Linked DNA regions of Zea mays: region 1 is linked to region 2. Evidence: chromatin contacts called from public Hi-C data. All regions are on one chromosome and are shown on one strand. Each heading gives the region's core, a stretch centred on a gene start, on an enhancer-like site or on the middle of the called end of the contact. The rest is flanking DNA. Distances are from core to core; before and after follow the strand shown. Region 1 overlaps LOC100274564 (auxin response factor). Region 2 has its middle 16 kb from the start of LOC100216994.

Region 1 (5,633 bases), core at 1,580-4,079, 160 kb before region 2:
TGCGATTTTATTTCTGATCCAATATTCAGTGCTTTCATTTAATAGAATTGTCTTTTGAATTGCTACTCTCAGGACAAGTCCAGCTGAGTTTGTTGTTCCCTGTGATCGCTATATGGAATCACTGAAACGAAATTACCCTATAGGGATGAGATTTAAAATGAGGTTTGAAGGTGAAGAGGCTCCAGAACAAAGGTAAGAAATTTTCTGGTGCAATAGTAGATATTTTCTGCTTCACCTCTATTAAATTTCTGCTTCAAATAGTTGATACCTCTATTAAAATTGACCTGAAACATTATATTTCTGTACATTTTAGGTTCACTGGGACCATTGTTGGAAATGTGGATCCTGATCAAGCTGGATGGGCTGAATCTAAATGGCGTTACCTCAAGGTATTTACCCCTTTTCCCTCTCAATGACTTGTTCTGTTAACATTGTTGTGATGTGCTTTAATGTTTATCCAGGTGAGGTGGGATGAAGCTTCCTCCATTCCACGTCCTGAAAGGGTTTCTCCCTGGCAAATAGAACCTGCAGTCAGCCCTCCCCCTATCAACCCACTTCCAGTGCACAGACCCAAGAGACCTCGCTCTAATGCTGTAGCTTCTCTGCCCGAGTCTTCAGCTCCAACAAAAGAAGGTTTGACTTCATCGTGCGTGCAAAACTTGGTAGGATGTATGGTAATTTTACTAATGCATGTGTTTTACCCCATTCTAGCTGCTCCAAAGGTCACATTAGAGACTCAACAACATGCCCTGCAAAGGCCCTTGCAGACCCAGGATAATGTGGCCCCGAAAAGTGTTTTTGGTGATAACAGTGAATTGGACTCTGCTCATAAGTCCTCCCTGCGACCGTCAGGTTTTGATCTGGACAAGAGCACCATTGGCATGCAGAGGAAGCTGGGTTCAGATATTTGGATGCGAATGAACAGACCTGATGGTTACAGTGAAATGTTATCGGGATATCAACCACCTAATGAAGGTGCACGGAATTCGCAGGGTTTCTGTTCTTTACCTGATCAGATTGCCGCTGGACGTCCTAATTTCTGGCACACTGTAAACGCTCATTACCAAGACCAGCAAGGCAATCACAATCTGTTCCCTGGTTCATGGTCCATGATGCCTTCAAGTACTGGCTTTGGGATGAACAGACAGAGCTATCCAATGATCCAGGAAGTCGGTGGGATGTCTCAGAGTTGTACAAACACCAAGTTTGGGAATGGAGTTTATGCTGCACTACCTGGCCGAGGCATTGATCGATACCCATCTGGATGGTTTGGGCACACGACACCCGGTGGTCGCGTGGACGATGCCCAGCCACGCGTGATTAAGCCTCAACCTTTGGTCCTTGCTCACGGCGAAGCTCTGAAAATGAAGGGCAACTCGTGCAAGCTTTTTGGAATCCATCTCGACAGCCCAGCCAAATCTGAACCTTTGAAGTCTCCGCCAAGCGTTGCCACACCGGCAGCTGAGAAGTGGATGGCAGACGGAATCGACGCAGACAAAAGCCCTGAGCCGCACAAGACGCCAAAGCAACTCGGTGCTACACAGGTGGATCCTGTCCCAGAGAGATGCCCACAAGCTTCAAGGGGCACACAGTGCAAATCACAAGGCGGGTCGACTAGGAGCTGCAAGAAGGTGTGTTTTTTTCTCTCGTTACTACTATGCCAAGCATCTCCTATGTTCGTTTGCAATGTTCCAAGGCTACAAGAGAAACTTGCAAAGCCTCTTTAGCTTCCTAGCGCACCACGCAGACATAACTAAATGGAACCTCCATCACGTGCGTATTTACTCCCTGTTTGAACTGCATGGTAGATTTTTGCCATCTGAACGCTGTGGCTGTCTGTACGCACTATCTAAACGTATCCACTTAATGCTGCTGTGGCTGCATGCGCTAGCTAGGCACATGAGCGGTATATTTCCGCAGAAATATTTTTTGGCATGAACGACGCCTGCTGTCCGTTCCAGGTCCACAAGCAAGGAATGGCGCTGGGCAGGTCCGTGGACCTTACCAAGTTCAACGGCTACACGGAGCTGGTGGCGGAGCTGGACGAGATGTTCGACTTCAACGGCGAGCTGAAAGGCTGTAGCAAGGAGTGGATGGTCGTGTACACCGACTACGAAGGCGACATGATGCTGGTCGGGGACGACCCCTGGAAGTAAGTAACGAGTAGTAGCAGCCGGACGTCCGTTGTTCTCTCGTAAAAGCCCCTGATGTGTTGTGCGCGTCGACCTGGCTGTGTGGGCAGTGAGTTCTGCAGCATGGTGCACAAGATCTTCGTGTACACGAGGGAGGAGGTCCAGCGCATGAACCCGGGCGCCCTGAACTCGAGGCCGGAGGACAGCGGCCTCGCCAATTCGACGGAGAGGGGCTCCGCATCTACTGCTGCTGCTAGAGAGGCACCCGGCTACCAGTCCGCCTCGTCGCTTAACTCCGACAACTGCTGATGCCTTGGCAGCTAGCTGGTAATTGCGATCAACTTGGATAGCAGCTGGACCTAGTCCTGATGGTTATAATAATAATAATAATAATTCTGAACGAGTTCTCCGCTGTTCTTTTGGCAGGTCGTCCCAAGTAGTAGAGAACAAGGCAAATGTATCCATAGATCTCCTTGTAGCGGAGCTTAATGCCTTTTTTTCCCCTTTCTAATATGCATTGGATGAGCCCGTAGCGCACCGTAGTAGTATCTAAAGCTGGTGTTCTGAGTTGGTTGGACCTTCCTGCAGTTTTGGTTTCTCCTTCTGATGTGGCAAGTTTTAGCTGGTCGCACCTACCTAATGTATGCTTAGCAAACGAAGTCCCACTAAGCGCTGTACATAACTGCCCCTCCCTGCATCAACTCTAATATATCATCTGCTTAATCGTCACCCCTGGGCCCCCGTGCTGGTTGCTCAAGATCCCAGCTGCTTGTTGTGGCGCTTGGTTTGGTTCGTTGTCGGCCGTGGCTCATGTTTGTTATCATGGTGTTGTGATCCCGGTGGGTTTTGTTGCGGGCTGCTGATACGGGAGACTAGCCATCATGTCTGTCGTTGGCGCGTGCGGATTTGTTTGGATTGGCCTGATCCATATCCATGGATGATCTAGTATGGTGCTCGACGTTGACGATGACATTCGCACCATACTGTCGGCTTGGAAAACGACACATCTGTCGTAACCTACAACTGAAAGGTTTGGTTTGGGGTGCCGGTTGGAAAGTTAGCGAGCTGCGTCTGCCCTCTGCTGACGGTATCCCAAAGTCTGACAGCCTCCGAACCTAGCCGTGCGACGAGCTGCCGGTGCGCCGCCGCCGCCGCTGCCGCAGCAGCACTTTGGACGGTATACCTGCCAGCACGTTCAATCTACGCCCCGCTGGAAACCGTGGCGAAGGTAGAGCAAATACGAGGATAGCGCATTTGCCGTGTGAATTTGTTTTAAGGGTTTGCATATGGTGAAATTTTAACCAGTTCTATGGATTTTGTATTTTTATTTTTGGGGAGGTGAATTTGCACCCCTAGTAGAGATGGCCAAACGGGCCGCACGGCTCGGCCCGGGCCCAGTGAAGCCCGACCCGTTTTGGGTCCGGCCCGTTAGGCATGGTTAGGAAACCAGGCCGGGCCTTCTAAGCCCGCGGGCTTAAATCTCAGTCCAAGTCTGACCCGTAGCGCGCCTAAACGGGCCGTACGAAAAAACGTGCCGAAAAGCGGGCTAAATGGACCGAAAACACATTTTAGTGCAAAAAAATGGGCTTAACGTGCTTAGAGGTAAACGGGCCGTGCCGGACTATCCCACCGTGCCTAGTTTCTTGTCCGAGCCCGGCCCGCTTATTCGTGCCGGGTCGGCCCAGGCCCGTATAGAACCGTGTCGTGCTGGGTTCGGACCGGGCCTAAACAGCGGGCCTCGTGTTTATTGGTCATCTATAACCCCTAGCTAGAGACTAGAGTGTAGCTTCGCTTCTGGCTGGACTGGAAGCAAGTGTAGCTTCACAGCTCAGCTGAAGCTTGGACCAGAGCAGTAATCCAATCCAATCCAATCCTCAGCCGAAGCTTTTCACTGCAATGTAGTAATACTTATTACCTTCCGAGGCTGCAACGACCGCGCCGCCGGCAGTAGATCCAGCCGCACATGCGCGCGTGCACGGCCTTCAAGACGGGGGCAGTGATTTTGTTCTGACATGAGTCACAGAGCAGAGGAAGAAGCTGTCAACCTGGTCGCGCGTGCCCGAATAATAAATTCTCCGCTTTCAGCCGTAGCTGCAGTAGTTCGAATTGCAAGCGGTATATTTAATTCACATTTGTTTTTGTACCATGAGTGATCTTAACACACATTTGATTCGCGTTAACACACATTTGATTCGCGTTTGGATTCACTTAAAATTTGGATATGACAGAAGTGGTATCAGAAAAATGTTGACTGCAGGACGCAACCTAGATAAAATTGAACAACCCTTACTTACATTTGCTACTTTAATTCTTTATAAACTTTTCTTGATCTTTTTCTCATCTAATGCTACTTTACTCTGATTACTCTTACATTTTCTCTTCTAAAGACAACAGTGGATTTCACACCTTAGAATCCAGCACCTAAAGTGACCCCTTACGAATAGGAGACCTAATCTTAGGAACAAAAACAAAACTATTTTTTATAGATATCTATGAGTTTGGATGCTTGTTCTTATGATACCTATCTGATTTGATTTTTTGATTGAGCGTGATGAGTTGTGGAGTAATATCCACAATTGCATTTGCATATACATATATGCAAAAAAATGATTATAAGATAATTAGAAAACCTAGATTATCCCATTAAAATGTATCTAGCGTCACATGTCCATCTTATCTTAATAGATTCTATCTTATCCCTATAAACTCATCTTGTCCTAAATAAGCTTACTTACCACATCCAGTGTAACAACTATGATCTAATCCAAATCAATTAGATCTTGTCTAATCTAATCTGGTCATACCCATCTAATCTAGATTCTACCTAATCCAATATGGATTACTTAACATGTTAGTTAATGTTGCTTAAAGGGTGTCACACCCGGTTTTTGAAAGGTAAACCGAATGCGAACATGTACGTGCCAGGATTAGAAACTCACGTACACATCGAATACATAATTGGACATCATCACACAATGCTCGAAATAAATAGCGAAAAGGTACTTTAATTACATCAAGATGTCCAAGACATCCACAGAGTCTAATACATAACCATTATCTTTAACAACAATATCAAAGTGCGAAGAAATGAAACGTAGATGATAAGCCTACACAGGCAGCTGACTGGGGGGTTTGCCACTAAGAAAAACTAGAACTCGTCGTAGTCCTGGAACTCCTCAAAGTCCTCCATGTTGCCAGCATCTCCTCTTGAGCACTGAGTACAGTGGGGACAACCTGGGGTGGGGTGGTTTGTAAAGCAAGGGTGAGTACACATCAACATACTCAACAAATATCCCGTTTGGCTAAAGTGCACTAGCTGTCCGTGGGGTTGAGGTTAAGCAGTTGCTTTTAGTTGGTCAAACATTTATTACTATTAGTAGAGCCAAGTTTTAGTAATAAACCCAATTATTACCCAAAAGTACTCCCTCTAAGAGGAAATACCAAAGATCAGAATTATAACCAACATTATCAACCATCATCATAAAAGTAACCAAAGTTCTT
Region 2 (4,974 bases), core at 536-3,035:
GATGATATGGATTTCTGTCGTCAACTCAATTAAAAATAGAAAGCAAACCTACTTATTTTTTTTGATGTGGACAACTTTAAAAATTAGCAACTAATAAATAAAGAACTTTTGGAGCACAAACATTTTTACACCTTAAAATGTTTTAGCAACTCCCTAAATCTATGATTATATAACAATTATGTAAATTTAGGGACCTTCTTTACATGAAGGTTTTGTAAATCTATAATTATATAACAGTCACGTAATTTTAGGGACCTGCTTTACATAAAAATAAATGATTGGTGCACAAACTGTTATGTAAAGCAGGTCCCTAAATTTCACTAGCCTCTCTAATAGTTATGTAAATTTAGCTTTCTAAATTTACACAAACATTTTTTACACCTTAAAATATTTTAGCAACTCCCTAAATTTACATGCCCTTAGACAAAACTTATCATCACATTGATTTTTATGAAAGATAATCATGAATTCTTTGAGTTCTTATGGGGTGTTTGAATGCACTAGAGCTAATAGATAGTTCGCTAAAAAATGCTAATGAAATTAGCTAGCTAACAAATAGCTAACTAACTATTAGCTAATTTGCTAAAAATAGCTAATAGCTAAATTATTAGCTAGATTGTTTGGATATCTTTAACTTAACCGATAACTATTAGCTCTAGTGCATTCAAACACCCCTTAATACCTTGTTTGGATACTCCTATATTCACCTCAATCCATATGTAATACATGTGGATAGAGGTGAGTACGAGGAGTATCCAAACAAGCCTTAGGACGTCATTTCATGCTATAAAAGGAAAAGTGGACTCGCTATTTGCTTATGCTAGAGTATAAGTAGTACAATTATTATCCACATGTATACGTAACAGGATTTTTTGTGTTCTACATTGTGGGGGTGTTTGAATACTCTAGAGTTAGTTTGCTGCTAAAATTAATTAAATACATTTAAACATTCTAGCTAATATTTCAATTATTAGCAATTTTTAGCAAATTAGCTAATAGTTAGTTAGATATTGTTAGCTAGCTAATTTTACTAATATTTTTTAGCCAACTAACTATTAGCTCTAGTGTATGTAAACACCTCTTTATCTAAAGTCACATAGCTCAAGTCAAATATATATGCAATGTTGATATCTATTTATATCTTATCCAACACAACCAATATTATCTATAGTCGAATTTTAAATAGAGAAAAACTTACTGTACATAACAAATTTGTATCCATAAGTATCGGATTTTACTTCCTACTCACTATTAAGGTCCTATATATTTATTTACTCTCTGAATTATATAATCCATCTTAAATAAGTTAAATCTTAAATAAGTTAAGAGACAAATAAAAAGCATAGATTATTATGTGGATTATATGATCTAGATACTTAGATAAATAAAAAGCATAAAATTTAATCCCTCTATTTATTTTTTATGGGAGTCTATCACACTAGCTTTTTATTGAGCCCTCGCTGTCACCATCAAATATGATTTGATGATTGGTGTACCGTGTCTCGGTACTATTGTACAAAGTGCGGTTTCATTTCTTTTGATCAAAACTCATTTAAAGTAGAGGAATTCAATTTTAATAATATCTGTTGAAGACCTACTGGTGTTAGGCTTTGAAGAATCGAGATGTGCATGGATTTTTGTTGTAGATACATTTTTTTGTTGCAATTTTCGTTGTTATATAATGTCAGGTTTTGTTAGCAATTAGTATCAGGTACCAAATGCCCTGCAAACTGCAAGTCCGTAAACGGAGATGTCAATGGCTGAACAGTGCGGAGAATGGGCCACCTAATTGGGCCTATACATCTTCACAACAGGCCTTAATCGAAAAACATCTGTGGTAGGGCCTAAATTGTAGTGCTAACGAACTCATTTTTTTTCTATTAAACGCTTAATAATGAAACTAATTAGATGTATGTGCATTGCTACGATTTTTATATATCACATAGATATACTTTGTATTATAATATGAGTGAGTATATAATATAAACATAATCAATGTTTGAACCATATAACTTTACCTTATTTTTACAAAAGTGGGGAGGGGTGAGAAAAAAAATAGACTTGACGTATGACGATGGTGAAAACTAAACACTTCATTGATATTAATACAACATATCTTAAGGTATGTACAACCATAATAATTAAAGTGTCTTTTTAGGGGTCTCTAGTGTGTTAAGTGAAAAAAATTAAGAGACAAACTCTTTGCGAAGAGTTCATCTTTTCACGACTTTTTATACTTATTGTCTCTTAACTGTATTTATGATCTAGAGGCTCAGATTGCATCATATAGTCTCAATTTTTTCTTATATTTAGAAAACCGTTCTAGGGTCTATAATGAAGAGATCATATTCTTGTGACATCACTATTGACATGCTAATAAATCTAGACAAATATTGGTGGCGAGTTAAGATATGGTGGAAAAGGATGAATAAAGGATATCCGGCACACATCAATTTCCTCTTGATCCGTTTCTTTCCTGGTTAATTAAAGCCAAAGGCCTCTTGGAAAACAAAACATATCTATACCACTATATGATTAATCAGTTTAAACTTTACAAAACTCACACAACCAAATTACCCGACACTCATAACCTTTCTTAAATCCATCAAACGAATTGCACCCACATAGCACACCATCAAAATCGAAAATTCAGATCGCTGGATAAACCTCCTATCTCTTACTCAATATTATTTAGATTATCCTTCCTCTTTCATCGCTCACATGTCACATCTTTCTCCTCCCCCTGACCCCACCGCCCCTCACTTGCGCCGTCGGCTCGTCGCTGCCACAAGCCTCGCCCCCTCCCCACGTCGTCGCCGCCGACCCCTCCCTCGCGGGGGCGCCAGCGACCCCTCTCCATCTCCTCGAAACTGTAGCGATAACACGATATTAGACTAGTAACTATAGTACGTGGGCTGTGGCATATAAATAATTTCACACTTAAATCTTAATCCTAAGTTCTACGTCCTTCACGCATGATGAACGATGTAAGAAACTAATGATTTAAAGAAAAAATAGAGGTAGAGATAGAGATAGAGAATAGATGAGATGTAGCGCACCTTAATTTTTGAAAGACCTCTTAACCATTTCTGAGAATAGATTGATTGATTTCTTAATATTCGAAACGTGGAAACAAATGTTTACAGTTTTTTTGGCACAAAAATCAAAGGCCCTTTAACTTATTATTTACTATCACGCAAGTGCATATTAGCCTATAAATAGCGACCAAAACGCAAATGCGATGCACAACCCCAAACAACCCTGCTTGCACTCCTAACAGGAGAAAGAAAGGGAAAAAAACACACACAGCGAGCACTCTTCGTTACCGACCGACTCCAAAGAAATGGACGGGAAGCAGCAGCAGCAGCCGGCCGCGATCCTCGTGGCCTGCTTGGTGCTCTTCACCAGCATCAACTCCAGTGATGCGGGCGGCGGCGGCTGCTCGCTGTCGACAATCGTGGTGACGCAGTCCGGCACGGGCAAGTGGGCGCACGGGATGCTGGTGTACTCGGCGAAGTACACAGAAGCTCTATAGTGGCGGTTCTAAACCTATTTACACAGGCGTTTTTCAGTACCGCCAGTGCTAGGGGTCAGTGGAAATCAGCATTTCCACTGGCGGTTATTTTGGAACCGCCAGTGAAAAGTGCATTTTCACTGGCGGTTTTCTTAAGGAACCGCCAGTGAAAAGTGCATTTTCACTGGCGGTTTTCTTAAGGAACCGCCAGTGAAAAGTGCATTTCCACTGGCGGTTCCTTAAGAAAACCGCCAGTGAAAATGCACTTTTCACTGGCGGTTTTCTTTATTTAGCCGCCAGTGGAAAGTTTTCCCGCCTTTTTTCAAAATTTCAAACAATACTGAATTATATATATATTTATTTACACACACACAAACATATATATATAGATCTATATTGATATTGAAAGCAACATGAAATTAAATTCTATCATACATTTATATACATCAAAGTATTCTGTTTACAACCATATATGCTTCATGCATTCTATACATCATAAGTTTTCACCTAAGCTCTAATAACTATCTCGGCTAAGAGATAATCTACTAATTTCTGTTAGTATTCTAAACTCTGGCAAAGCTAATGTCCCGGAAGCATCGTGATATTTTCCTTCTGCGGGTATGACCTCTTTCAATATGAATGTGCAGAGGTCCTCGACTATGCCATACAATGCAGCTTCGGTCAAGTTCTCCGGGTTTCCTCGTTGAAATTGCTGTAAAGGAATTTTATAAACATCATCTATTTATACACATTTGCATCTTTAATGACATAAATACATACTTGACTATTACTAATAATACCTTGTCAGGGTTCGTGACGTATCGTCCGTTCACTCTCATGAACTCGCACGCATAGAATCCACATAGGACTGATCCTTGTGGTTGCTTGTGGCACTACATAACGGGAGATTGGTTATTTAGTTGCAACATTGTGTATGATATGTATTCATAAAATCACATACTTACCGGCCAGTGATGATGGATTTCTAGTGGCACGCGTTGGTTCGACAGGTCGTACTTTCCACCTTTAAACTTATAAAACCTAAAAGCCCTGTGATCTCAAATAGAATCACCATGTTATTCTCAAATTTTAATCGATAAAAGTATGCATGCATAGAAAAGGCTTACAGCTCTAAGATGCTGAGGAATGTTGCATATGTCGAAGGGTCGAAGTTCAAGGAGTCGAGCACCAGCACCTTTCCAACCTTAGGATAAATGAGGAAGCATATCCAGTGGTCCCTGTACGAATCAAATTTGTGATGCATGTGTATTGAAATTATTAATTTTATTTATGCAAAATCACACTTACTTAAAGTTGTATGGGGCCATTATGGCTTCCCTGTCTTGAAATTGAAGCATTGCATGTCCTATGTATGTGGCGTATCGAGCTTCAAAATCCTTCTTCATTTCCTTTATACGCTTCTCAACTTCTTCGTCCGTCTTTCCCCTTATTTCATCGTT

The links. Hi-C and Micro-C count contacts between places; a contact is called where the count stands out from the background.
Region 1: a contact with region 2 is called in a Hi-C map of tassel, with 2.9 times the contacts expected there. The contact joins two enhancer-like sites. A contact is called at or near these places in 2 of 25 Hi-C or Micro-C datasets (ear and tassel).

What each region holds. Positions count from the first base shown.
Region 1 is chr4:25,417,692-25,423,324 of Zm-B73-REFERENCE-NAM-5.0, reverse strand. LOC100274564 (auxin response factor) reads left to right here. Exons shown (of 15, transcript NM_001320123.1): 9 at 73-192; 10 at 314-389; 11 at 462-633; 12 at 712-1,631; 13 at 1,962-2,152; 14 at 2,243-2,459; 15 at 2,559-2,860. The coding sequence ends at 2,441. Among protein-coding and RNA genes, the nearest start is that of LOC100274564, 5.5 kb to the left of the region's middle. Within about 2 kb of position 2,829, at least 19 of the 20 cell types and tissues checked have an H3K27ac peak or open chromatin away from gene starts, as enhancers often do. A contact at or near this core is called in ear and tassel, where this site is marked.
Region 2 is chr4:25,258,257-25,263,230 of Zm-B73-REFERENCE-NAM-5.0, reverse strand. No RefSeq gene overlaps it. Among protein-coding and RNA genes, the nearest start is that of LOC100216994, 16 kb to the right of the region's middle. Within about 2 kb of position 1,785, at least 9 of the 20 cell types and tissues checked have an H3K27ac peak or open chromatin away from gene starts, as enhancers often do. A contact at or near this core is called in ear and tassel, where this site is marked.